2 separate regions of the Mus musculus genome follow, and region 1 is linked to region 2. The links are chromatin contacts, called in public promoter capture Hi-C maps. All regions are on one chromosome and are shown on one strand. Each heading gives the region's core, a stretch centred on a gene start, on an enhancer-like site or on the middle of the called end of the contact. The rest is flanking DNA. Distances are from core to core; before and after follow the strand shown.

The links. Promoter capture Hi-C pulls out the DNA fragments that hold promoters and counts their contacts.
Region 1: a contact with region 2 is called in a promoter capture Hi-C map of neutrophils. The contact joins the promoter of Smox here to the promoter of Pank2 in region 2. A contact is called at or near these places in 21 of 39 promoter capture datasets (the 3T3-L1 cell line, 3T3-L1-derived adipocytes, the C10 cell line and 15 more), 20 of 484 Hi-C or Micro-C datasets (B cells, CD4 T cells, CD8 T cells and 13 more), 8 of 115 datasets of contacts at active chromatin or transcription factors (effector CD8 T cells, embryonic forebrain, embryonic limb bud and 5 more) and 4 of 9 other capture datasets (adipose tissue, liver, macrophages and 1 more).

The regions. Positions count from the first base shown.
Region 1 is chr2:131,490,120-131,495,297 of GRCm38.p6, reverse strand. Smox (spermine oxidase) reads right to left here and starts at 3,436. Exons shown (of 7, transcript NM_145533.2): 1 at 3,262-3,436. Gm30679 reads left to right here and starts at 3,022. Exons shown (of 2, transcript XM_030252306.1): 1 at 3,022-3,730. The coding sequence starts at 3,124.
Region 2 is chr2:131,260,195-131,266,168 of GRCm38.p6, reverse strand. It overlaps Pank2 (pantothenate kinase 2), which reads right to left and starts at 3,669. Exons shown (of 7, transcript NM_153501.2): 1 at 3,354-3,669. The coding sequence starts at 3,600.

The DNA of each region.
Region 1 (5,178 bases), core at 2,187-4,686, 230 kb before region 2:
TCAATATCTGCAGAGTCCTTAAAACAATATCTAGTGCCCACTGAGCACACTAGAACCTTGCCCTACCCTCTTGCCCTTGGCTAGATTTCCCCTCCTCAGGATGCCCTCTTGGCTCCCACCTATGCCAATTCATAGCCCTTTCTAGATATGCCAGCCTCAGATATGAACTGTCAGCTCCTGGCTCCAGCACTTGACCCACAGTGTGACCTTTGGGTCTATCCTAGGTTCCCCCTTCACGATCCCAACTCCCCTCCCTTCCCTATCAGTGGTCCCCTGGTTCTCCCCCTCTACCCTGAAGTGATGGCCCCATGACTCAACACTCCAGTGGCTGTTCTGTACAAACTGGAAAAGTGTGGATACCACAATGAGGGTTCATAAAGAGGCAAACCCCCCAAACCCAGCTTCTTCCTCTCGACACCCTCCCACCCTAGGTCTGAGCATGCAGCAGCCACCCAAGGGAGTGGGTTGAAAATAAATCCCAGGCTGTCCCCATGTCCTGAATTACAGAGCCTGCTTTCTACATAGCTAATACCCACTGCTTCACACACACATACACCTGGATGTCTAGCCAAGAAATCAAAGGAAATCACTTAACTGCAATTGATATGCAGTTACATGTGATTGGTCTCCCCTTGTTAGACAAGAATGACCCCAAAGTACCCATATCTTCTCTGCTTCCCTTTTTCACATCCTACTGGCTGGCTCATATTCTTGCATCAATTTTCACAACTGCTTTTGTGGAAACAAAATAAAAACCTTCAGGATCACTTAAAGCTACAGGAGTCTCCTGTGCTAACTGTAATGCCCATTTTTTTTCTAGTCCAGCCCAACCTCATCTTTGTGGATCAAGCTTTCCTGAGTGTTACCTACAGAACACCAAGCAAGATACCTCAGGTATAGCCATGGGCCAACCAGTCAAGGTTAAGAAGTCAAACAAAGTTGAGACAACTATAACTAAGAGTTATCAACTCTTACACATAAAGTGAAGTTACATATACAATATACAATCAAGTTCTACAATGGCTCATGTGTAGAAGAGGTCCTCTACATGGGCTAGTATGGTGTCCTGGGAAGGTACACTTAAATTTAGAACTAAAAAATATAAGCAAAGTATAACCAGTAAAAGCACTAGGGGAAAAAAATCTTCAAGTCATAGAAGATACCACAAGCAAAGCCCCTGGGGTCAGGAAAAAGCTTAGGGTATTGAAGAGATAGAAGTGTCTGACAGGGAGAAAATAAGGTGTCAAGAGTCAAATAAGGCTAAGAGGTCACAGAGGGTCAACTAGGCCAAGGGAAAGCTCTAAGATTTTATTTGAGTGTAATAAGAAGCCATCGAGAAATAAAAGTATCTGATCAAAATGTTCTATGTTATTCTTGCTGCTCCGTTAAAAATAGATGCAAAGAAGGTAAGTGTGTGCACTGGGAGAAGGCTACTACAGTATTTAGGGACACTTAAAAGGTGACTGGGGTGGGGCAGTAGCCTGAGGCAAGGGTAATGGACCCTAGATGAACTCTGCAAAGTTCATCCTAGCACGGAGAATGGACCCTAGATGAACTCTGCAAAGGACCAAGAGGCCTTGTTCTAGGACTGGCTGTGAAGGGTGGGTGGAAAGGGGTCCGAGCTGCCTGTCCTAAGAGATAGATTATCAGCCACTCTCAGATGTCATGACCCAAGTATTGTCAATCCTGCCCCCGACATTGTCAGGATTCTGCTTTGTCCACATTAAGACATCAGAAGACCGGTAGGATCCAGCTAGGGCCAGAGACAAGATCTGCCACTGAAAATCATGAGCATGAAACCACTTAAGATCTTTGAGTTCTGGGCTGGAGAGATGGTTCATCGGTTAAGCACACTTGCTGCTCTTCCAGAGAACCAAGAGTTAAGTTCCCAGCACCCACCCACAAGACAGCTTACTTGTAATGCAGTTCCAGGGATCTGACAACCTCACACACATGCATGCAGGCAAAATACTAGTACACATAAAATAAGTCAAAAACAGAGATCTTTGTATTCATAAATTAATTTTTTAATCATAAGAAAGAATAAAAACAGGGGTAGAAAGTGAACAGAGGATGGCAAGAAGGGCAGTCAGGAGAGGAAATGCTGAGAACAGAGCCCTGGGGCCCTCAAGCATTTAACAGCAAAACTAAGGGGAAGGGGACAGGCTAGGGCAGGCTGGTAGAAGGGAGGAACTGGGGCACCCAGGGAAAGATACAACTCTAGGACAGAGCTTTCTAAAGACACTGCAAGGCAAGCAAAACCTGCTAGAGCGGCCCTGGATGGACTGCAGAAGGAAAGGGTGCCTGCTTCTTAGGGGCACTGCTTAAAGTCAGAACTTCCGAGGAGATCCTTGTGATGGGAATTGGGTGCCTGGCTGACGGGGGATGAGGTTCAAAGCCAAACAGGGAGACTGTGAAATGACGAGGGCGGACAAAGACTGTTCTCAAAACCTGCTGGGTAAGAAATGCCAGGGACATCTAAAGGGATGGTCACAGGGCCCAGGAGGAAGCGCGGCCCTTCAAGCCCTGTAATGCTCCTTCCTCTGTAAGAGGAAAGGGACAGAGGTAGCAGAACACAAATAAATGAGGGCCATTCAAACACTTTCTTGACCTTCTCTTTACCCCCAGCCTGGGTGACCTCCACTCAGCACCTGCTGTTTCCCCCACAAGCTCGGCCAAGTGGACCCCAGGCGGGACGGTGCTGTGCCACTATCAGTTGGCTCCTCCAACAACCTGTGGGCACGGCTCACGAAAGGGCCAGCCACGGCGCGGTTTGCTCAGGTGCAAGACCCAAAAGGTCCGCGCACCGCTCACCTGCTCCACAGCCGCGCCACCTCCAAGCCGGCGGCCGGCCTCGGCACCCCTTCCCGGCGAAGCGACTTGCTCCCTTCCCTTCGTCAGCCTGGCTCCGGCCAAGCCGGGCAGCCTGTGAGCCCCGGGGCAACCCGCGGGAGAGCGGCTCCCCACTCCTCCAGCTGTCCCAAGGAGACCGGCAGACGCCGGGCCGCCGCCGCCGCCGCCGCCGCCGCAAGCTGTGTTCCCTCCCCTCCACAGCGCACACCCTCCGGGCCGACCGAGTGCCTCGCCGGCTTTGTCTGCGCCGCCGCGCTGGGCGTCCGGAGGATGCGGCCCGGACCCCGGGGTCGCGGCCAGCCCGGGCAGCCTCTTCTGCCCACCGCCCGCCGCCGGCCTCCATCGGGAGCCCCTTGCCTACGAGGCTCGGTGGCTGTCCGAGCCCGGGTCGGGGAGGCCGCACGGTACCTTTCCTTGCGGAGCCCGGGAGCGTCTTCGCGAGCGGCCTCGGCCTCTCCGCCTCCCCTCCTCCGCAGCCACTGGGCTTCCTCCTGCAGCCGCCGCCGGGACCGTAGGGCCGAGCCAGCCGCCGGGGCCTGTGCGGGGGCCCCGCTCCGCCTCGCGTCCCCGGCCCACCCCGCCTGGGTGCTCCGCCCCGGGCCCGCCCACCGGGGGCGGGGAGCCCGAGGCCACCCAGCCTGGAGTTGCCCGCGGCACAGCCACCTGCACTCCCCTATCTCGCAAAAGGGACGCCTCACCCACCTATCCGCCCAGAAACAGAGCCAGCCCCGCGACGCCCCGCCCTGCAAAGCAGACGAGGTCTTCCGGCACTGTCAGAGCGCTGCGCCCACCTCAGTTTACCCAGACTCTGCCGCCCTTTTGAAAAGAAGAAAGGGCCCCTCTTGTCCTGGACTGTCTCTCGTCCTGCAGGTCTCAGGTGGGTGCCGGCGGGAACCAGGAACCTCAGGTGAAAGGAAAAGAATGCTCACATCCTCTCAGTACCCAGCCCATGTCCTGAAGTGGCCCTTTTTAAAAAGTGTATTTCCCTAGTAAAACCCTCAAACTTTTAATAAAAGCCAACGTTAATACTAGGTGGCACTTTTTCCTTTTTTCAAAAAAAAATTAATTGGTATCAATTATTTTTTAGCGGGCAATAGTGGCACATGCCTTTAATCTGGTGGTTCTCCAGCTTCCTAATGCTGACACACAGTTCCTCGTGTTGTAGTGACCCCCCAACCATAAAATTATTTCATTGCTACTTCGTAACTGTAATGTTGCTACTGTTATGAATTGAAACATAAATAAATATCTGACATGCGACCCCTATGAAAGGTCGTTGGAACCCTAAGGGATAGTAACCCACAGGTTTAGGACCACTGCGGAATCCCTCTAGAAGCAGGTGGATCTCTGAGTTCAAAGCCAGTCTGAACCACAGAGTAAGTGTAGGACAGCCAGAGTCAAACAGAGAAATCCTGTCTTGAACCACCCCCAACTCTCCCCCTCCACACACACACACAAAAGTAAGAAAATTATTTTTTATTCATCTCTGCACCTCCTAATCTGTTTTTTCGTATGTTTTGCTGGTACTACACCAGGTCAACACTTGGTCCGAGGGAATACAAGCCCCTGGTGGCCGCAGAGCCTCTACTCCGAACTGTGTCTCTGGAGGGGGCCCTCCCCTGATTTCAACCTGGAACCAGGCAATGCTGAGCACAGGTCGCTGTAGGTTCAGCCCGGAGAGATCCTGGATGTGGATCACATGCTCGTGATCCCAGCCTCAGAAGGCCATGTGGGGGGGGGGGGGGTACAGAGTTCAAGGCTAGCCTTGGCTACATACCAACTTCAAGGCCAGGCTGAGCCACACAGTGAAAGCCTGCCTCAAAGAAGCAAGAAGTAGAGATGTGGCTCAACAGCAGAACACACTTCTCAACATAGACAAGGCTCTGGGGCCAATCCCCAAAACTGAATTATATATATAATTCATATATATATATATATATATATATATATATATATGGCCTGGAAAGAGGTAGCCCTGCAAAAGTGGCTCTGATGGTCCCAGCCAAAGGGAACCAACCACCTAGGAGCCAATTTGGGTAGGGGACAAATGAATTTCTGGTGAAGTTTCTTCTTGTCAGAAAGGCTCTAGTCCTTCACCAAACTCGAAGTCCCTCTTCCCACCCCTCTTTAAAACACCACGCACTCCTGGGGTTAAACTCAGGTACACACCATACTCTCCTCTGTGGCTCTGTCACCCTCCACCAAAGAGTGGAATGGCTATGGGTGACTTTAAGGGCTAAAAAGCCTCTGTGTAGTTACTTGGTCTTAGGCAAGTTACTTAGTGTCTTCTTGTTTCCGTTCCCTCCTCCTCAATAAGTAATACCT
Region 2 (5,974 bases), core at 2,420-4,919:
AGTGTATAGAACATGCAAAAAGCCCTAAGTTCAAGACCCAGAACAAAACAAAGCAGCCAGAGACCAAAAAAAAAACAAAAAAAAAAAAAAAAACCTATAATCCCAGCCTTCAGAAGTTCAAGGACATCCTTAACCATAAAATCTGAGGATCACCTTGGGAAACATAAAACACAATTTCAAAAAGTAAATACAGAAACTCAAGCTTTGTCTATGTAGTACTTTTTAAAAAGTTCTGAAACCATAGTAATACAACACTCCCAAATGTCTTTCAGAATTTCTCTTGGATCTGAATTACTTATTTGTAAGGCAGCTTTTTTTGGTTTCGTTTTGATTTTTGTTGTTTTTGTTTCCTGAAACTGTTTTTCTATGTAGCCCTGGCTAAGGCAGTGTCTTAAACACCTCTCAAGATTCATATTCCTTCTTCTCTTCCTTTCTTTCTCTCGTTTTTGTTTTTTTTTGTTTGTTTGTTTGTTTTTGTTTTTTGGGGTTTTTTTTTTTTTTTTTTTTTTGAGACAATGTTTCTCTGTGTAACCACCCTGGCTGCCCTGGAACTCCCTTTGTAGACCAGGTGGGCTTTGAACTCAGATAACCACCTGCCTCTGCCTGCTGAGTGCTAGGATTAAAGGCCTGCACCAGACAGATTCTTTTTGGTTTTTGAGAGAGGGTTTCTCTGTGTAGCCCTGGCTGTCCTGGAACTTGCTCTGTAAACCAGCCTGGTCATGAACTCAGGAATCTGCCTGCCTCTACCTCTGGCTTGCTGGGATTACAGGCATGGGCCTCACATCTCCAATTCCTAATCCAATTACTGAATTGGGCCCAGCAACTTGTGTTCTAACTCTCCATGCATGTGAAAATGTGCAGGTGCAAACTAATGTTCATTTGTGTGTGTGCACGGGTGTAGCTCCTCAGGTGCCCTCTACTTTTTGAGCTAGTGTGCCTCACTGGCCTGGAACTTTGCCGAGTAGGCTACACTAACTAGCCAGTGAATTTCTAGGGATCTGTCTGCTCTCCCATGTGGCCATCAATGGCACAAGCCACTGTACCCCTAGCTTTTTTACCTGGGTTCTGAAGCAAGCAATTTACTGAACAAGCCATCTCCCCAGCCCTGTAGGCCATTTTTACATTCAGTACTTGCTAGTCATAACTTTTCCCAAGACAGCCTTGAACACACACATACACAAGTCATGTTTATTTTGGTCTAAAGCAATGGGAAAAAAAGAACAATTCAATAAAACAGTAGATAGAGCCAGGCAGTGATGGTGCATGCCTTTAATCCCAGCACTTGGGAGGCAAAGGCAATCAGATTTCTGAGTTTGAGGCCAGCCTGGTCTACAGAGTGAGTTCCAGGACAGCCAGGGCTACACAGAGAAACTCTGTCTCAAAAATAACAAAAAACAAACAAACAGAAACCAGTAGATAGAAGGAAAAGCACAAAGGCTAAAAAAATTCCTCAATTGCAGAGTAGCTACTTGTCAGTGGGCACCATTCTTTTGGTCAGTGAAACAGACTATCACCACATACCTACCACAGGAGTTCACCAGGCTGAATTGTGCCAGACTAACAACTAATCAAAAACAACACTGCAAATTTGGTGACATAATCATCTACATATGGCTAATTGTCACATTAACCCTCTAACATTGATGCTCAGGTTAATGTAATACAAACCCACAAAGGAACTTCAGGTTTTTCTGTTGCTTAGAAATCAGGTGCTTGATGCACAGCCTATAACTTCAGCACTTGGGAGCTAGAGGAGAAGATATCCTGGAACATGAGATTGTCTTAAAACAAAAACAAAACTCAGGTGCTTGGACTGGAGATACTATATACAGCTCAGAGACAGAACATTTACCACATGTACAAAGCCCTGTGTTCCAACCTACAACTGAAAGAAAGGAGAAAGGGGAAGAGGAGCCTGGCACTGGCACAGTATATACCCAGCACTGAAGGGTCTGCCCTGAGGACGAGGCCAACTTGGGTAATTCATCAGACTGCTCTCAGCCGGGCGTGGTGGCACATGCCTTTAATCCCAGCACTCGGGAGGCAGAGGCAGGCGGATTTCTGAGTTCGAGGCCAGCCTGGTCTACAGAGTGAAGTTCCAGGACAGCCAAGGCTACACAGAGAAACCCTGTCTTGAAAAAAACCAAAAAAAAAAAAAAAACAAACAAACAAAAAACAAAAAAAAAACAAAACAAAACAAAACCTGCCCTCAAGTCTGACAACCTGAGCTCCATCCCCAGGACTGGGCAAAGTTGTCCTCTGACCTACACCAATACAGACACACACGATAAATAAGTGTAATAAGGAAGTTATTTATCAAGCAAACGATTCTACAACAGGAACTCTTTGAAAATCCGTTTTCCTTTTTTCTTTTAGGACAGGGTCTTAAATTTCATATTCCTCTGCCTCCACCTCCCAAGTGGCTGGTATTATAAAATCTCTTACAAGTCGAGAAAAGAAAAAAAAAATATATACATATAGTGATATAAAGTACTAAACATACATACATACATACATCCTCCAAACCTTCCATGGCAAAACAGAGCTACATCCAATCGCTCAAATCATCGATAAAAGCAACTGGGGTGGGGGTGAGCAGGTAGGGCTGGGCGCGGACTATCCAACAGACCTCACACATCAAGCCACTTCCCGTAATTCTCATAGCCTGCCTGCACTCAGCATTTACCTTCCTCATACCGTAATCTGATATCCAGGTCTTAACCACATGTAAAACACAGACAGCTATGCTGAAAAGTTCCTATTACAGTATTAGGACAATTGACACTTTCAGCAGTAGTCGTGGATGCTAGACAACAGCCCTAAAGGCTTTAAAGGGGAGAAAACACACAAGACAAGAAACACAAATTGGTAATAAAATGAGAACCCGATTCTCTGAAAAGAGTAACTCCCTAGGCTTAAGAGTAACTGAGGAACAGGTCGACTCCCTTCCAAAGAAAAGGCTTTACTGCCCAGAATGCTATGGCTGAAACCGGAATTCCCGTGAACTAACGGAAGGGAAACGGGGGAAAACCTCTGGATGCGAGATGACCTGAATTCTCTCGGGAAGAAAACCGAGCAAAGCTTAGAAGCGTATCGAGCCCAGAGTCGAGTTTTGGGCCTGCTGCGCCTCAGGGGCATTTTCTAGCAACCTCCAAATTAATCACCATAGAAAAGGCTTCAGTTGTGAGCGCGATGGATGATTCAAAGGGACTTGGGAGAGGAGGAGCCTTCTCAAGAAAAAAAGAGGGAGTCTCAGGAAAAGAACACCCCAGGGGACAGGGAGGAAGTGGCGGGGAGCCCTCGCGCGGGCACCGCCGGCGCGCAAACAACGACGGCCGTGCCGGGGCACTTACGCGGCCGCCTCTTCCGGAGGCCTTCGGCGCGCGGGCGGCCGGCCGAGGTGGAGCCGCCTAGAGAGCCGGGCCGCTCCCGTCTCACACTCTCCGCCTCCCCGGACCCCGACGGCGCCGCGCTACTCGCCCGGCGCCTCAGCGGGTCCCGCCTCCGCGCTTCCGAGTCCGCAGACTCGCCGACCGCGGCTGAGGTGGCGGCAGCCCTGCCCTGGCGCTCCATAGGCGCGCCAAACCGGCCCGCTCCCATCCGCAACAGCCGCCGCTGCCGCCCGAGCCAGCCCCCCAGCGCCGCCTTGCCGCCTCCGCGCAGCCCGCTGGAGCGCAGGCGCACGCCGGCTGCCGCCTTTTCCGTTGCGCCAACGTGCAGCTAGCCAATCCGAGCTGGCTAGGGGCGGGTTCCAGAGGTCTTGTCCAATAGGCTCCCAGACTCCAGCCGAAGAGACCGCGCCACCATCCAACGACAGGCACTCTGGACGGATGAAGGCGGGGTCAGCGCAGGCTGGGAGCGATCGTGGAGGGGCCCAAAGGATTTGAGTGAGGGGCGCCCTCTCTTGTGCATCCGCGAGAGCGGTGGCCAAGCTGCTCCCCTATTCCCTAGAACTCCAGGGAGTCTACTATCTCTTCTCTGTTCACGAATCACTCCTTCCTCCCGCCCAATAGAGCCCCCGAAGCTACTGAGAAGTGTTAACAGAAGGAAGGACTCTGAGCTGCGACTAACCTTAGCCTTTGTCCCCGGGTCTGGTTCTATAGCTGCAGTAGGAGCCACACTACAGTCCACAAAGTACAAGCACCGTCTCTTCCTTTGTGCTATGACTTCATTCCCAGTACCAGAAGGAATGAAAAGACTGAGGTTTGTCTCCATGACAACTGGCGGGAGGAGGTGGATTCTAAATCCTTCACCTACTCCCCTTCCTGAAGAAGGCAGTATGAAGGCTTGGAAGTTAGGTTGGTTGGGGTTGTTGTTGTTGTTGGGGTTTTTGTTTGTTTGTTTTTCTTTAATGTGTTTGAGCATTTTTCATGCATGTATGTCTGTGACCCTGGTGTGTGCCTGATGGTCGCTGAGGGCAGAAGAAATCGAGGGATTTCCCCATATGGATCCCAGGAATCTAACCCAGACCTCTGCAAGAACAGCAAATGCTCTTAATCACTGAACCATAGCTCCAGACCCCTGGGTTTTTACAGAAGATGGATTTTTTTTTTAAATCGTTTGCCCTTCCCAAGTGCCCTAACCCTTGATATCCCACCCAGATATACCCCTGAAGCATTCCCTCAGTCCCTCAATTTTAAGTGACTGAGGCTTTCTCACAATTTCCTAAGTACCTTTCTTGGGAGGAGATAATGTCCCTTGAATAACAGCCCTCTTACCTTCTAACTTACTCCCTCACTAATAGTTCCGGCCTGAGCTTCTCTTGTGAATGCTGAAAAACACTCCCATACTTGCTCCAAACTAGTACCCCACAGTGTAGAATTAACTCTGGAAACCTTATTTCCTAACTTGAAATTCCAGCTTCCGCAGGAACACACACACACACACACACACACACACACACACACACACTGGATCTAACAAAAATCAGGAATGCCCATAACAGAGTAGGACTGCTCTTCAGAAGACCAGGAATCAATTCCCAGCTTCCACATGGCTCACAACCCTCTGTAACTTCTGGCCATTCCACTCTCTCTTCTGGTCCCCCTAGAGTACCAGGCAGCCACATGCTGAAGTAAGAATGCATGCTGCCAGCCTCTCATGCTGTCTCTGTCCCGTGTGTAGCCATTATACCGACCCAAATCACTGGGCTAGAGCCTGAGGAAAGCTCCTTTTAGGCTTTAAGCTAAAATCTTCAGACATCATTGGAATTCTGAATTATGTGTAAACAATAAAGACAAGATAGATGAGACAAAGTGAGAGCCATCAAAGCCCTACTGCTGAACTTAGCATCCCCCCCCCGCCCCCCACCTCCTAGGGCTGGGCATCCAGCCGGAGTGCATTGGATCTACAAGCCTGAAGTGCTTGCTATCAGAGGAAACTGTGTTCTTGCTCCTGGTGTTATCTGCAGACTGGTTAGCTGACTTTTGCCACCATGCCTGGCAACTGAACACACCTCCCTTCTTGTTGATAAGAACGAGGCCCTCTTAGCTAATCCATCTACATTTGTGGCTGCTGCCCCTGTAATGACAGCCACCACTCCCTGCTCCCGCTCCCACTCCCGCTCCTGTTCCTGCTCCTGCAGCCTCAGCCAAAATCGAAGCCAAGGAAGAATCAAGCCAAGGAAGAATCGGAGGAGTGAATGAATATGGGATTTCAACTAATTACAGAACCTTAACCAATCCAACCAGCTTTATTTGTAAAGTATGGAGATCAAGGCTTAAAGACATTTAGATGATGAGGCGACTTACCTAAAAGCAGATAAATTAAAAAATGACAGAGAACAGGGAGAGGAGGATATAGCTCCAGTAGAGAGTCCTTCAAATAGGGGAAGTCTTAGATTCAGACTCCATCATGGCAAAAAGAGAATAGGCAGGGAAGTTATACTATTCTCTGCCTGCATAATCAAAAGAAGGCAGAGACTGGAGCCAAGCATGGTGGTCCATGCCTGTACCTGCAGCACTCAGAAGGTTCC